Linked DNA regions of Mus musculus: all the other regions are linked to region 4. A link is a contact called in public HiCAR-type, HiChIP or PLAC-seq and promoter capture Hi-C data. All regions are on one chromosome and are shown on one strand. The core of a region is the stretch at or near the end of the contact, and the rest is flanking DNA. Distances in the headings are between cores, read along the strand shown.

The links. Promoter capture Hi-C pulls out the DNA fragments that hold promoters and counts their contacts. HiCAR-type assays count read pairs that join an accessible place to other places. HiChIP or PLAC-seq counts read pairs in DNA pulled down with a chosen protein or histone mark.
Region 1: a contact with region 4 is called in an H3K4me3 HiChIP or PLAC-seq map of neural tube, with 6 times the contacts expected there. The contact joins the promoter of Msc here to the promoter of Sbspon in region 4. A contact is called at or near these places in 8 of 39 promoter capture datasets (the 3T3-L1 cell line, the C10 cell line, cranial neural crest and 4 more), 2 of 484 Hi-C or Micro-C datasets (cerebral cortex and embryonic stem cells) and 3 of 115 datasets of contacts at active chromatin or transcription factors (embryonic stem cells and neural tube).
Region 2: a contact with region 4 is called in a promoter capture Hi-C map of embryonic stem cells, with 6 times the contacts expected there. The contact joins the promoter of Eya1 here to the promoter of Sbspon in region 4. A contact is called at or near these places in 3 of 39 promoter capture datasets (embryonic stem cells and stem cell-derived epiblast-like cells).
Region 3: a contact with region 4 is called in a promoter capture Hi-C map of cranial neural crest. The contact joins the promoter of Crispld1 here to the promoter of Sbspon in region 4. A contact is called at or near these places in 2 of 39 promoter capture datasets (cranial neural crest and hippocampal neurons).
Region 5: a HiCAR-type map of astrocytes shows a contact between it and region 4, with 4 times the contacts expected there. The contact joins the promoter of Jph1 here to the promoter of Sbspon in region 4. A contact is called at or near these places in 6 of 39 promoter capture datasets (the 3T3-L1 cell line, liver, pre-B cells and 2 more) and 1 of 115 datasets of contacts at active chromatin or transcription factors (astrocytes).

The regions. Positions count from the first base shown.
Region 1 is chr1:14,754,634-14,757,333 of GRCm38.p6, reverse strand. Msc (musculin) reads left to right here and starts at 1,368. Exons shown (of 2, transcript NM_010827.2): 1 at 1,368-2,104. The coding sequence starts at 1,586. It overlaps Gm9947 (a long non-coding RNA gene), which reads right to left and starts at 1,347. Exons shown (of 4, transcript XR_003947744.1): 1 at 1,097-1,347.
Region 2 is chr1:14,308,738-14,311,449 of GRCm38.p6, reverse strand. It overlaps Eya1 (EYA transcriptional coactivator and phosphatase 1), which reads left to right and starts at 1,251. Exons shown (of 18, transcript NM_001310459.1): 1 at 1,251-1,804.
Region 3 is chr1:17,726,071-17,728,853 of GRCm38.p6, reverse strand. Crispld1 (cysteine-rich secretory protein LCCL domain containing 1) reads right to left here and starts at 1,437. Exons shown (of 15, transcript NM_031402.2): 1 at 1,091-1,437; 2 at 1-260. The coding sequence starts at 197. It overlaps Gm16070 (predicted gene 16070), which reads left to right and starts at 1,208. Exons shown (of 7, transcript NR_130314.1): 1 at 1,208-1,755.
Region 4 is chr1:15,891,120-15,893,983 of GRCm38.p6, reverse strand. Sbspon (somatomedin B and thrombospondin, type 1 domain containing) reads left to right here and starts at 1,262. Exons shown (of 5, transcript NM_001033288.3): 1 at 1,262-1,545. The coding sequence starts at 1,332.
Region 5 is chr1:17,096,463-17,099,375 of GRCm38.p6, reverse strand. Jph1 (junctophilin 1) reads left to right here and starts at 1,487. Exons shown (of 5, transcript NM_020604.2): 1 at 1,487-2,150. The coding sequence starts at 1,772. It overlaps Gm46085 (a long non-coding RNA gene), which reads right to left and starts at 1,543. Exons shown (of 3, transcript XR_001778833.2): 1 at 1,125-1,543; 2 at 551-695; 3 at 1-251. It overlaps Gm31982 (a long non-coding RNA gene), which reads left to right. Exons shown (of 4, transcript XR_865203.2): 4 at 591-803.

The DNA of each region.
Region 1 (2,700 bases), core at 119-2,618, 1.1 Mb after region 4:
CCTTGAGACAAGGTGGAGGGAAGCCTGAAGGGCCGAATCAACCCCTGCCAGCCACCTGCTATGATACTTCAGGCTCAGGGCTCAGCTATTTGTTCTGCTGTAAAGACTAGAATTTGCTAGGCAGCTTCTGCATCCGCGTATCTGCTTGACCCACTCTCATCTGGAACCTGTGAGAGGAGAAGTACAAGAAGACAACAGAGTGGAACAGAAAAGAAACTCAGCTTCCTTCTGCTCAGCCAAGGCAGTCAAACCCCAACCCTTTAAGGGCACCAATTCCTCCGTCTGGAGCACAGCGGGAGTCCCGGCTGACACCTGTCTGTTTGTTAACAAAGCCCCTCAGCTTGAGCACACTTGGCCTGCCTTCCACCTTGTTTTGTCTGCTCTGGGGTTGGGGAAGGCAAGGTGTTTTGTTGTGACTTGAAATGCAGCACAATTCTAGGGGCTGCTTGGTAGTCCTTTGGGTTTTGGTTGTTATTGGTCTTTCTTTGCTTTGCTTTTCCCCTTTCCTTTCTCTTTAATTTTGGCAAGGCAACTGTGCTGACATACTATTCTGCATCCAAGAACTTGCTCTCAAAGCGTTGGGTCTGAGTCCAAACCTTAATCACGCGGAGGAAATCTTACAACAGTGGAAAATAACATCTCTTGATGTGTAGGTTAGGAGGCTTGTGGCTACTGAAATGCTACAAACACACAGATTCCTGATCCCACTTATTTGCTCTCCCAGTGATTTTGCAAGATGGACATCATAACATGTAAGTTTCAGAAATTGCTTGAAGATGAAACAAGACAAAGTAGAAAAAAAGCGCTGCCATGTGAACTATAAAAGCGGGGGCGGAGGGGGGATGGGGGTCAAGAGATGGGTCATTGGAGCTGCTCCTTAGTTTTTGCTCTTTCTCTGTACTCGTTCTATGAAGCCTTGGATAAGCAAACACACATCTTGAGTAATGAACTTGAATGACAGGTCCCCAGGAACACACTGGGAGACAAGCCGCACTGGGCATGCTCAGATTCTTCAGTTCCCACTAAGACCAGCTGCAGGTGAAAATGGAATGAGTAGGAACAAGGTCTTTTCTTTTTGTTCCCAAATCTCACTTACCTCGCACAGATACTCTGAGGGTCAGTCGTGGGCGTAGAGGCCTAAGTCTTTGCTTTGCGCGCAAACATTCCTTGCCCCCGCCCCGCTAACCGCAGGGTTCAGGGGGGAAAAAACGATCCCCACCCCTTCCACGCCCCTGCCCCACCTCTTGTCCCCCTTTCAAGCCCCCTCTACTTTGCCGAGGGGGAGGGGGGTGGCTTTTCCCTAAGAGTACAGATAAATAGTCCTGTCAAAAGGCTCAGCTCGCGGCTGTACTTTTGGATCCGGAGTCAAGTTCAGCAGAGCCCTGGGCTACAGGGTCAGCAGCAGATCGCGCCCACTCCAGGCGCCCAGCTCACAGGGGAGCCTCAGTGCGGAGGCAAGCCCTGGTCTCTGGTCCTCCCCTGGGCTCTCCCACACCCCATCCTCTGTCAGAGAGAAGAAGCCAGAGAAAGCGAGACTGGCCGGGGAGGAGAAAGGCGCGCGCGCGTGGGCGCCGGGGAATAGGCGATGTCCACCGGCTCGGTGAGTGACCCCGAAGACTCGGAGATGAGGGGGCTGCAGAGGGTCTACCCGGCCCCGGCCTCCAAGAGGCCGCCCCTGCTCCGCATGGAGCGCGGTTACGGCTCGCCCAGCGACATTTCTTCTGCGGAAGAGGAGGACGGTGAAGAGGAGCCCGGCTCCCTGGGAGCCGCGGGAGGATGCAAGAGGAAGCGGCTCCGTGGGGCTGACGCTGGCGGCGCAGGTGGCCGCGCAGGCGGTGCGGGGAAGAAGCCGCTCCCGCCTAAGGGCTCGGCCGCAGAGTGCAAGCAGTCGCAGCGGAATGCGGCCAACGCCCGCGAACGCGCCCGGATGCGCGTGCTGAGCAAAGCCTTCTCCAGACTGAAGACCAGCCTGCCCTGGGTGCCGCCCGACACCAAGCTTTCCAAACTGGACACGCTGCGCCTGGCTTCCAGCTACATCGCGCACCTGCGCCAGCTGCTGCAGGAGGACCGCTACGAGGACAGCTATGTGCACCCTGTGAACCTGGTAGGGATGCTGCGCTCGAGGCCGGGGGACAGCAGCCCAGAGCGCTACCCGGGCCCAGGGCTGGCTCGGCCCCAGACGAAGAGCCAAGAGGGGAGGTTTCTGGAACCAGTGGTAAGGAATCTGGTTCAGTGACCTCCGAATCAAGGCAAGAGGAGCCAGCCATTTGCTGGGAGAAAATCATCCAGCCATCTGAAAATGTCCTGGTCCTTTGCCTGGCGACTGCTATCTGTTAACACCCTACTTCTGGGATAAAGTGTGGCTTCCCACTTGGGAGTATTTCTAAGTTTTTAGGCCAAGTTGGAAAAACAAAACAAACCAACCAACCAAACAAACAAAAACTCAGTTGCCCAACTTTTTCCAGACAACAACCTAGCAGGGTTGAATCGCCAGTGCTGCTTTCTTTAAAGGGGGAAGGGGGAGATTGGGAGAACCTAACTTTTTTAAATAAACGTTTGAGTGGTTTAAACAAAAGAAAACACTAATGCAACATAGTTTTCCTGGACGCGACTGTCCGGAAAGTCCCTGTCTAACCTGCCAGCTCCATGAGCTTGGGAAAGATCTCATCCAAACCTATTTAAAAAGGAATGCAGCGTGTG
Region 2 (2,712 bases), core at 2-2,501, 1.6 Mb after region 4:
CAGCTGCATATATGATCCAATAGCAATCAACTGTTTTTTTGACCTGGCTTCCCAAATATGGTAGATACCTAGCTCATGGTTCCTTGCTGGTGCTGAACAAGATGAAATCCTAGGTGAGTTTGAAGTCCCAGCTGCCTCTTAGGTTTGACAAAGTGCTCCTTTGCAAGGAATTTAGACTGGCATCCTTTCTAGGAGGGGAAGGGAGAACTCCTGTTTGGAATTTTGGTCCTTAGAACCATTTAGTTGGGTTTTGTTTGCATCATCTGAAGGTGCTTTCGTTTCCTAATTGGCAGAGTTAAGGTAGGACCCATCTATCTCCTCTATTAGTTGATGTGAAGTTACTGTGATGTAAAAACATGTTCATACCAAGGTGAGAAATTAAAATAAGGAGACTTTTTTTTTAATAAAAAGAGCACATAGAATAGAAATATTGGTGATGATAAAAATACCTTCTTAAAATGCATATCCAGACTTAATTTCAGAGTGAGTGTTAGTTTGCATTTGCATTTAAACTGTGATATAGGACCGACAAAATATTAACCCATATAAGGAGACGCCTTCTTTCAAGATTACAAATTATCATAATGGCTAAACCCTTGACTTGGATAAAACATAGTTTGTTAACTGAAGCTCAGCTCCTAGGTGTCACCGAACGAACGCCTAACTCATAGATTCTGAATTAAGGTTGTGAGTTTTTAAAAGGATAAGTTGCAAAGCAAGTTCCAGACTAAACGAATCTCTTCTCAAGACCCATTTAAAAATGTTAATGGTGAAATATTATCTGGGTCCTAGCCAAAGAACTGAAGCCTTTGGCCTCCTAGCAACCCTTGCAGAATCCTCCGCCAGGCTTTCATTGTTAAGCTGCTAATAGCTAACACGTTTGCCCATTCTCCCTCTACTTCATAGAAACAGCTTTTTTTTTTTAAATCTTCTCCAGACCTGTAAGTAGGTAGGTACTTTAGGAAAAAGTGTTAAAAGTATCCGTTCTCCTAAGTTTCAGGTCCTCAAAAAAAATTTTAAAAAAAGTATTGAAAAAGTGTAAAAGATAACATGCAACTACTCCCCAAAGATCTTAATTGGGAGCTACTGGCGCGGGAGGATGTGTGTGTGTTGACAGAGGTTCCCACAAGTTCTTCCCCCACAGCTGTTTATTCAGATATCATGGGGCGCGTCATTTACATAATAAATTTTTTTTTAAAGCAGCGAGGTTGAGTCAGACCAAGCTCTGCTCCTCTCAATTGTTGCATTTAAACCAATAAGGTTAGGACAAGAGACTAGCTGTGGTTTGCGTTGCAAAAACAAAACAAAACAAAAAGCCCCGAGGCTTCGTGGGCAGACCTACAAGGCTGCGCAAACAAATCGGGGGATGAGATTTTGCTGTTTCTTTGTCTAGGCGTCTCAGATGCTATCTGCCGCTGCCGTTCGCTGGGGCGCAAAGCCGTTCCCAAACAGACCGCGGCGAGCTGATGGCTCCGAGCTTGCGGCGAGGTAGCGAGTGTGCAGGGCCACTTCCGACTGGAAGCCTTCCTGTGGCGGTGCGCGGTGGCGGGGTCCTTCCTGGGGAAGGCGATCGCGCTCAGTCGCTCCACAGCCCGAGCCTGCAGCAGCGCCCGGGCGCAGTCCCCGGGAGCCGGGCAATCCCCGGCCTCTGCGCTCCGCTGCCAGCCGCGTCACAGCGCCTCTGAGAGCTCCCGGGTCCCCGTGTTCCTGCACAGCAGCCAAACTATGTCAGGAATGGAGGTCTGCTAACACAGAAAACTCCAAGGAGCACACTAAACCGGTGGAGGCAGCAGATGTGAGCGCTGTAAGTACAAGCTGGTGTTTGAAAAACTGTAATGACCAAGTACTACTTACTGTCTGGTGGGCAAAGCCCGAGATAACTGGAGAGCCTTTATTAGGGTTTTGGTTTGTTTTCAAAGAAAAAAAGCACTGTGGCTTGGGGAAAACAATAACACTGTTTCTGGGACTTTAGAAGCCGCTGGGTTCCGTCGTAAAATTGTAATCTTTACCCTCCAAATGATCGGAGCCATTAGGATCATTAAAGGATCATTGCAAATTAACTACTTTTGTTCTGATTTTTATAGATAAGTAGAACACTAGGTAATATTCTCAGACGGGGGAATTATTTCATATCTTTTCTTAATTGCTGCACTAGCCCCAGAATATTGAGTGGTATTGAACAGGGTTATATCCATACATAGATGTATAGGTACGAAAGGTATACTTAGTGGTATTTATTACACAGATCACTTTTTCTACGGCTAGGTTGATAAATGAGGAAAGGTTTACAACGGAAAACTCAGCAGATGAACAACGAGCTGATAACTATGTTTTCAAGAAGGACACCTTTTTGTTCCAAAGCAAATTTATCAAAGACTTTACTAAGCAGGCTCATCTTCAGTATTCGATACAATAAGCCTTTGGTCCCTTAAAGTATTTGTCCCTCTCTGGCCCTTTTTGTGATTTGAATGCACTTGGAAGCTAAACTCCAGATTTTGAAACTTTTGAATATTCGTGTAAAGCACGGCCCTTCAAAATCAGTATTTGAATTGCTAACAACTCATAGGCTTACACTCTTGGGAGGAATTTTGAAGACATTTAAGCATAACGTTTGCAATAATTCAATACATTATGAACTGTCATTGAGTTTAGACAAGTGTTTTTAAGTTTCATTTCTTAAGATGGCCAGGGGTATAGAAACTTGTTAGCTGG
Region 3 (2,783 bases), core at 188-2,687, 1.8 Mb before region 4:
AAGATGCTCTGCATATCATTGTCTGTGATGGCTCTTTTCCCTCTTTGCTTAGCTGTCCACCATTCACCATCCTCATCCATGTATTTTTCCAAAAGTTTCTCCAGCAAAGTGGCATTAGGAACCACCATAGCTGGAACTGCTCTAGCCACAAATAGCAGTGCGGTCACTCTGAGCCACTCCTGTGCCTTACACATCATAATGAATGGCCTCTGGGTTTCCCCGGGGAAAATCTCCAAGACAGGCTCTTCCACTCCTTGTGGCTATAAGACATGTCACACGATTCAGATGAAATTATTTTATGATAGCAAACCCCAACACATAAGCACTCCGGTTTTGAAAATACGTTTTCTATCACCTCCATTTTTCCATAAAGAACTTTTACAATGTGCTGTTGACACAAAATATTTTTCCAAGCTAACCACTAAGCCAAAAGTCGAGGGCAAAAGGAGCCGGGGAAGCTCAAGGCTTGAGAATAATTTCTGAATTACAAGGTTTTAAATGACATACCTTACAATGAGTACTATTTATATAGTGTTTTATTTTTGTCTGGAAGCTTTTACATTCTGCAGAAACTTTCAAGTTTTCTATTTAATTTGCTTTGTTTTATTTTTATTTTTAAAGGCACAATATCCCAGCATTTCATCTCTGGTTCATAGCTATTCATACACGACTCATGCCTGTATTGCTGGTACCTGGAGATGGCCCCGAGGTTCACTGCAAATGAATGGCTCAGGCCCCTGGAGCAACTTTTTTTTTTTCACCCATGTGCAGATGGAAAAATCAATCTTATTCCCATATTCCGGCAAAATTTGTGCCCAACATGTGAATTTAACCCTACCAAGCGCTCTCCTGGAGAACTTCAGAGTATGTCCCTCACATACAACAGGAGGCCAAGGTTCACTTGAACCCTGCGGGGAGGGCGTCCCCAGGACAAGGTGAAATGAAGAGTTCCTGCCCTGCAACCCATCTACCCTTTCTTGGCCAGACCTTTCTCTACAAGTCAGTTTTTCCTAGATGATGTTTCCAAACAGGGAACCAGGAAAACCTGGCAGCTGGACCACTCTGGATGCAGCTTGTGCATCGCCCTTACCTCTCCAGTGTGATGTTCCCCGGAGAGCGGAGCCTGGCAGAACTGCTTGTCTCTGCAGCTGCTCCTTGCCTTGACTCTGCCCTTCACAGAGGCGACAAGGACCAGGCCACCACGGGAGTCAGAGTGAGGAGCTGGCTGACCCCTGGGGACGCGAGCCCCTAGCTCTGCGACTCAAAGCAAACCTGGGAGGAGCAGTGGGCACGGGCTTCAAAGTTAGCAAAGTGCCCCTGAAAGCAGCTCTCAGAGTTGGGCTCCCGGTGTTCCAGAGATCTAGGGTGAGGTGGGACAAAGGAAAAACTCCCCGGGGACCTCCTGCTTCAGCTTGCAGAGCCCTGGCGCCAGGCGCTTCCGCCGCTCCTCAGCACTCGGCATTTATTGAGGTGCCTGCACAGGCACGTGATGCCAGAGCCCTCCTTTACCACCCCCACCTCCACCTCCACCCAGTTCTGGCCTGTGGGAGTCGACTTGCAGCAAGCCAGGATCTTTTGTGGGCGTGCACTGTGCCTTTGTGAGTGGAGGACGGCAAGGTCTGGACCCTGGGGGAAGAGAGCCTCTAGCTTCTCCCACCTCTCTCAGATCAAACACCCTCCCCCTAAGATTCTCTCTGATGGGATGCTGAAATTACTTACAGTCTGGTTGCAAAGGAGCTAGCCCCAGAACTTGAGGTAAGTGGGCATGGAGGTACGCTAAGAACTTCCAGTCTTGTACACACAAAAGGAAATCTAGGGGGTGGGATAAAAAGAGAAACAGGTTTTTTTATTTTTTTCTAATGGATCCCCATTGGTCTCTAGTTTCTAGAAGGAAGAAGTCTTTCTTTGGCTACTAAAGCTTAATGAGGACCAGATGGAGAAAGACTTTCAGAAGACTATTGAAGTGGATATTGCCTGACAGTTGAGACATGTCAGGAAACATGCGGTGTTGGCTTCTGAAAAAGGATCACCAGCATTTGGCATTTGTGAAAATAAGAAGAGTCCTTTAAACAATATATCATTGATAGACTGTCAGAATCTCAAAATTCAGTCCCAGGACAGATACCTGTTTTGCATCCTAGAGTAGGAATTTACTAATTGTAAACTCAAAAAGTATTGCCCTACTGAGTGTGGTGCAGTTTGTACAAGCACACTTTGTTTTGAAGTGGATTATCTAATTCCCCTGCCTTTGCATCGGCTCCTTTGAGAGTCCTCACCTCAAATTTCTGTCTCTATATCTGGAATGTCTCAAAGACCAAATCAGATTGTTCCAACCATTACCTGTCTCTTTCCATTATCCAGCTGCTCTTCTGTAGTCAGACCCCAAAGTCCCTGGTGACATGAATCTTTGTTTCCTAGAATAGCAAAGAATGGGAAGCAGACATATCAGAAAGAGAGCCACACTGAACATTCTCAGGTATAGAGTCACAAGGTTTTTCTTTAGCGTTGTACACACAGAATAGATGCAAATTTGTAGTTTGGGAATATTAATTCATAATTAGTGTCCCTAGCATTCAGGAAATAGGGCTTTTACATCTAAAACAGTCCAGTTTCTGATAAAGGACAGGTGATATAGTAATAGTATAGTATAGTAAAGATGGAGATCATGTCTACATGGAACACTTTATGTGTCATTGAAAAATCATAGAGAGAATTGAGTTAAATCTGTTAAAAGTGATTGCATATTTTTGAAATATTTGAAGAGGAACTTAAATAAAGATGAT
Region 4 (2,864 bases), core at 13-2,512:
ACCCTTACAATGTAGGTTTGTCCATTGCATAGCATGCTTAATTTTTATATTTGGTTGCTAAGTTGCTTTATCACACTTGTAGTAAAGTTTAAAATTTCTACTTATATTACTTTCTCTCCAATGACAGAAATTCCTCTTTGAGAAGCTCTTGCATGAAGAAGGAAGAAACCAGACTTTGAATTTAATTTGATTTCTTATGTTTTCAGATATAGAAAGTGTTCCTTTCTACAAACCATGCTAATTAAATGATTTAAGGTCATAAAGAAAAAGTGAAACTCCCAGAATTAATCTCAGTGAATAAAGTGTAGAAAACTTAATATATTTAGAGAAGAGAAAGAAACACATATAAAAACTTGGGCATAAAGCTGGGTGTAAAGGCCTATGCCTTTCGTTCCAGCACTTGGGAGGCAGATGGCAGTAGCTCTCGTGAGTTCGATACCATCCCATCCTGGTCTACATGGCAAGTTACAGGTCAGCCAGAAGTAAGTAGCAAGTCCCTCATCTCAACAAGCAAGTAAACAAACAAGTTGCCGGTGGGGTGTCGCTTAGTAGGATGACCTTGCATCGGTCAGGATCTAATTTCCATTCTCAACGTGGCAAGAACAAGACAACAAACAAAGATGTGCACGCGAATAAAACCCTCCAAAATTAGACGAACACCTTAGAGTGAAAGTTATTATAAAAAAACAAAAACAAAAACCGAAAAACCATTATTGGTGGGGGTTCTCTTTGGGAAATCGGCTTTAACAAAAAAACAGAGTACAGTTTCTACTTTATCATTTTCTTCGTATTCATTAATTTGTCCTTTAAGTGAAGGAAAGTAGCATTTTTTTCTGGGTGAGAAAAAAGCCACTATAAAATGCTGCAGAAAGATACTTCTCTGTGCCCGACAGGGCCCAGGAGAGTTGGAGAAACAGTTGGGAAAAGACTCCGAGGGCTTTCTAGAGCGAGCTGGGGCGCTTGGGGGTCGCCCGGGTGCACAGGGGCTCCATCCATTTTCTGGCGGCTTTCCGGGTGCAAACAGGCACGGGCTACCGCGTCCCCAGACCTAAGGAGGCAGAGTTTGGATCCTGGGGAGAGTGGCCGGTAGCGGGCTGTGAGAGCACCTGGGGTGGTCGGGGGTCGGCTGGTGGCCAGGAGGAGAAGCGCGTCCCACCTGGGCCCCAGTGCCACCCGCCCAGAGCCCGCCGAGCGGGCGCACAGCCAGGGCAGCCGAGGGGCGGTGCGGAAGGGCGGAGGGCCGAGGGCGGGGGCTTCGGCTGTCGGAGGAGCCGAGCTCTTGCCCGAGGCTCTAGCTGGGTCCGTTCGCAAGTGTCGCGGCAGCTCTGGCCATGAAGACCCTGTGGATGGTGCTGTGCGCTCTGGCGCGGCTGTGGCCCGGGGCCCTGGCTGGCTGTGCAGAGGCCGGCCGCTGCTGTCCTGGCCGGGACCCAGCCTGCTTCGCCCGCGGCTGGAGGCTGGACAGGGTCTATGGAACATGCTTCTGTGACCAAGCCTGCCGTCTCACCGGGGACTGCTGCTTCGACTACGACAGGGCGTGCCCAGGTGGGTGGCTGGGCGCCGGGAGGGACCCCTAGGAAGCCAGGAATCTTCTGGTCACTTCCAGGCCAGTCCAGTATCAGCCTTCGCAATCCCAGTACCCCACCCCCACCCCAACTCCCGCTCCATTCCAGGCTTCCCAGTCGGCTTCATCTAATGTCCCCGAAGCACACCCCCTAACATCTGTGGGGATCACCTCTGGGATGTGTTCTGTGACTCAAGAACTCTAGCTTCATAGAGTCACCTGGGGCCTGGAAGGATGGTGCTGACAGTTGTCAGGGGTGTGTCCCTGGACCAGCCGTCACCACACTCATTCTGTCAACCTCATAAAGTTTGGGGATAGAGAAAACTAACAAGGCCAGGAAGATGAGACTGTCTCACTTTGTATCAAGCTTGCCCTGGGAGGGGCCTCCACTTTCTTAGAGGTCTGAGGTGTTCTGTGGTGGGCTCCAACATGGACCACCGCTGTTTCCTGTGAGGAGGTTTTCTGTGCTCTTGGAACTATCTTTAGGATACTTTCTTTCCTCAAGTCTCTGTAGTGTTTGATCCTTCCCTTTAGAATGAGGTCTTTTCTTATCTAACATTCCCATAGCATCTCACAGTACCCCTTGGTAGGGTTCTGTCAACGCAGGTTTAATTGAACTTAAAGGTAAAGGAAGAAATGAGAAACACAGTCCTGAAAAACAAGCCGTGACCAAGAAGTCAGCTCTGAAAACCAAAGCAGCTTTGCTCCTTGCTAATCAGATCAGTCCCAAAGTTGTCCATATGATAGGGTTTGTCCTCACACAAGTCCTAGGCAACTTCTGAGGAGAGGACCCAAGGGCTGGGCCACACTCCAGGAACGAGAGGCCCAGTAGCAACAAGGCCTCTCTTGCCTCTTTGCTAAGAGCCTGTCAATCCCAGGCAGGTCAGTCACCCAGCCATGATACTGTGGAAGGGCACAGCCAAAAAACCTCCAAGATTTACTGGCGGATGCCCTTTTTGATAAGTTCTCCCCCCATTCCCGTGACAAGTCATCTTGCCTCAGTCTAAAGGAAGCTGGAAAAGTCAATGAACCAGAAAATGCAGTGAGTCTGAGCCATGTGTCCCCTTCCCTGGCAACACCCGAAACTGGGTGTCTCAGCTACGTGTCCCTGGGTCTTCCAAAGCACTCATTCTTGAGGGGCTTGCCTATGCATTGATCCTAGAGTCCTGTAGCCCTTAGTTTGTAGTAAGCACAGGGATGGTGGGACACTGAAGATGCTGTCTCTACTCCTTAGGAAGTCACTTTGTACCAGAAGCACAGGAGAAACCATATGTACACTGTACAGAAAGCTCCCTCTTCC
Region 5 (2,913 bases), core at 238-2,737, 1.2 Mb before region 4:
ACACAGATAAGCAGGAAAGGACAGCTCCAGTTCTGAGAGAAGGAATTATGCTCAGGAAAGAATCCTTTTCTCTTGCTCTCCTTTTGACAGTTGTCCTTTAGGGTTTTTATCTGATTATCAGCCACCTAGTGAGAGGCCCAAGTGCTCACCTGTTTTGTCCTCTCAGCCTGGGGAACAGCAGGAATGCACAATCTGAGAGTCCTTCTGAGACCCTGGCTTGTGACCTGGGGAAAAGACTTCCTCCACTGGCACTGTGAAGGCAAGGAGAGATCAATGCCACTCCTAAAAGAGGCTGTAGTATGTGATTCAACTATCCTGTTAGCAATTCTTGACTTTACGGGTACTACCATCGAAATACACCAAGTCTTTCCCCAACACAGAAAGGGGAGGGTATTTCCATTGAGAAAATGGAGATAAAGTTTAGAGGAGGTATCTGAAGTGAGTTCAACAAGGCAGTGAGTGCTGCTGCAGGAGAGTGCATCAGCTGACACCTGTCCTGTGTTTAGAAGTTCATGGCTTCTTTGTTACATTAGCAGAGTGCTTTACTTACCATATTTCTCCTTGAAAACTGTGTTTTCTTTTCTAAACAGTGGGCGACAGTGGAGAGGTCCCAGGTGTGCATTCCAGGCACTCAAGCAATACATACAGACTAAGCCTGTTTGGGTGCACAGCTCCAGGATGTAGCATTTCTAAAGCTGAGAACAGATGAGGGAACAGGCTGGAATGTAAAAGACAATGCCCTGTGTTCCTGCAATGCCAGCTACAAAGCCCATCACTTCTACAAATAAAACCCAAACAACTCATGCCCATGCTCTTTCAAACTGCATTGCCTCTCTTGGAATCTTCATGAAAAGAAATGCAAACACATGTGCCCTGAAATGGGTAGGTGTAAAAGAACATTCTGCACAATTATATCTAGGCTGCCACAGATTTATCACATGCAGACATATATTTGGAGCATATTAATTCATGATGACAGCTGCGCATGACAAATCCAACAGAGCTCAAGTTGGAATGCTGGGGGAAAAAATGCAACTACAAACCCTATGCAGACACACACCACCACCACCACCACCACCACCACCACCACCACCACCACCACCACCACCACCACCACCACCCACCTACACAAGAGTTGTCACTCTATCACACAGGTGGCCTCACTTGTAGAAGACTAAACACAATTGAAAAGCTGGAGGTTCCAGCAGCAAAGAGCAGGTCCCCAGCACAGGCAGCCGCACCTTTATCCGCAGGCTTGACCGTCTCACGTCTCAGAGTACACTGGCCCTCCCAGTCACAGCCCACTCCGCAGACACACACGTGCCCAGAGCTCGCGCGCCAAGCAGCCGGAGGAGAAGCTCGGCTCCGCGGGCTGGGGGCAGGGCCCGGCGGGCGGGCGTGCGGGCGGGCGTGTCATGGGGCCGGGCCTCCGCGCCCAGGGAGGGGACTAGGGGCGGGCGCGGGGCGGTGCCCGGCTCACGTGGGCGGGTGGGAGCAGCTGAAAGTCCGCTCTGGAGACTGGGCTGTCCTCTCGCGCGCGGCGCTGGCCGGGGCGGCGGCGAAGGAGGAGGGAGAGAGGCGGCGGTGGCGACGGCGAAAGAGGAGGGGAAGACGGGGGCGGCGTCGGACTGGAGCCGATCGGCGGTGCGAGCTGCCCGGGGCGCAGTCGTGAGCTCGCCCGACGGGCCCCTACCCCGGAGCTACACCCTGCGGTGCCCAGCTCTGCCCACGTTTGTGCCCCCACGAGGAGCGCGCCGGGGCTGCCCCCCGAATGACGGGCGGAAGGTTCGACTTCGACGATGGCGGCACCTACTGCGGCGGCTGGGAGGAGGGCAAGGCGCACGGGCATGGCATCTGCACGGGGCCCAAGGGCCAGGGCGAGTACTCTGGCTCCTGGTCGCACGGCTTCGAGGTGGTTGGAGTCTACACCTGGCCCAGCGGCAACACCTACCAGGGCTACTGGGCGCAGGGCAAGCGGCACGGGCTGGGGGTGGAGACGAAGGGCAAGTGGATGTACCGGGGGGAGTGGTCACATGGTTTCAAGGGGCGCTACGGGGTCCGGCAGAGCTTGTGCACCCCCGCCCGCTACGAGGGGACCTGGAGTAACGGGCTGCAGGACGGGTACGGCGTGGAGACCTACGGGGATGGAGGTGAGCGGCATCTCGGGAGTCTCCGAGGGCTGACGCGGTGGGCTCTTCCCTGGCTTCGGGGACGTGGGGAGGACGCGAGACGCACGTGTCCGGAAACCCGCCAAAACATCTGGGGAGTCTACCCTCCCTCTCGCCCTCCTCCCCATTTCGAGGGAGACCACTTGGTCTCGCGGCTGGGTCGCAAGTGTCTGCGGCTCCCCGGGCGGGTAGGCTGTCCATACCCCGGGAGTTAGGCGTGCAGGTACCTGGCCGGGGCCCAGAGCCGCGCTGCCCCGGGAGGGCTGGGCAGGAGAGAGGACACTGTCACTTGAGCCTGTCACATTACATTCCTGATCCCTCCCTCTCCAGGCCGGGTTTGAAATCGCCACTCCGGAGGAGTTAGAGGGACGTCTTGAGCTGTGTGGCTGCCGGTCGGTGCTGACCGCCGCGCGGTTTGGTTTCACGTAGAGTCTCGTATTTCGCTTCTGGCCCTCCAGTTAGCCTAAAGATAGAAGCCAGAACCCCATAAGTAGGATGTTGGGGAATTGGACCTTATTGAGGGTGTATTTTCTAGAGTCCTAGTTACAGGCAGCAGAGCAACTGCCCAAAGCAAGCGGCATTCCTAATTTTCTCCCTAACTTTCACTTGGCTCCTTAAAGTACTTTTGAATCAGAAGAACTGTAATCTTTGCTGACCTGGAGATCTTGAGAAAATGCTTTAGGAAAAATGGACGGAGTTTCCATTAAATATTTAAAAAGGTTAAAGAGTATGCTATATCCTGGAT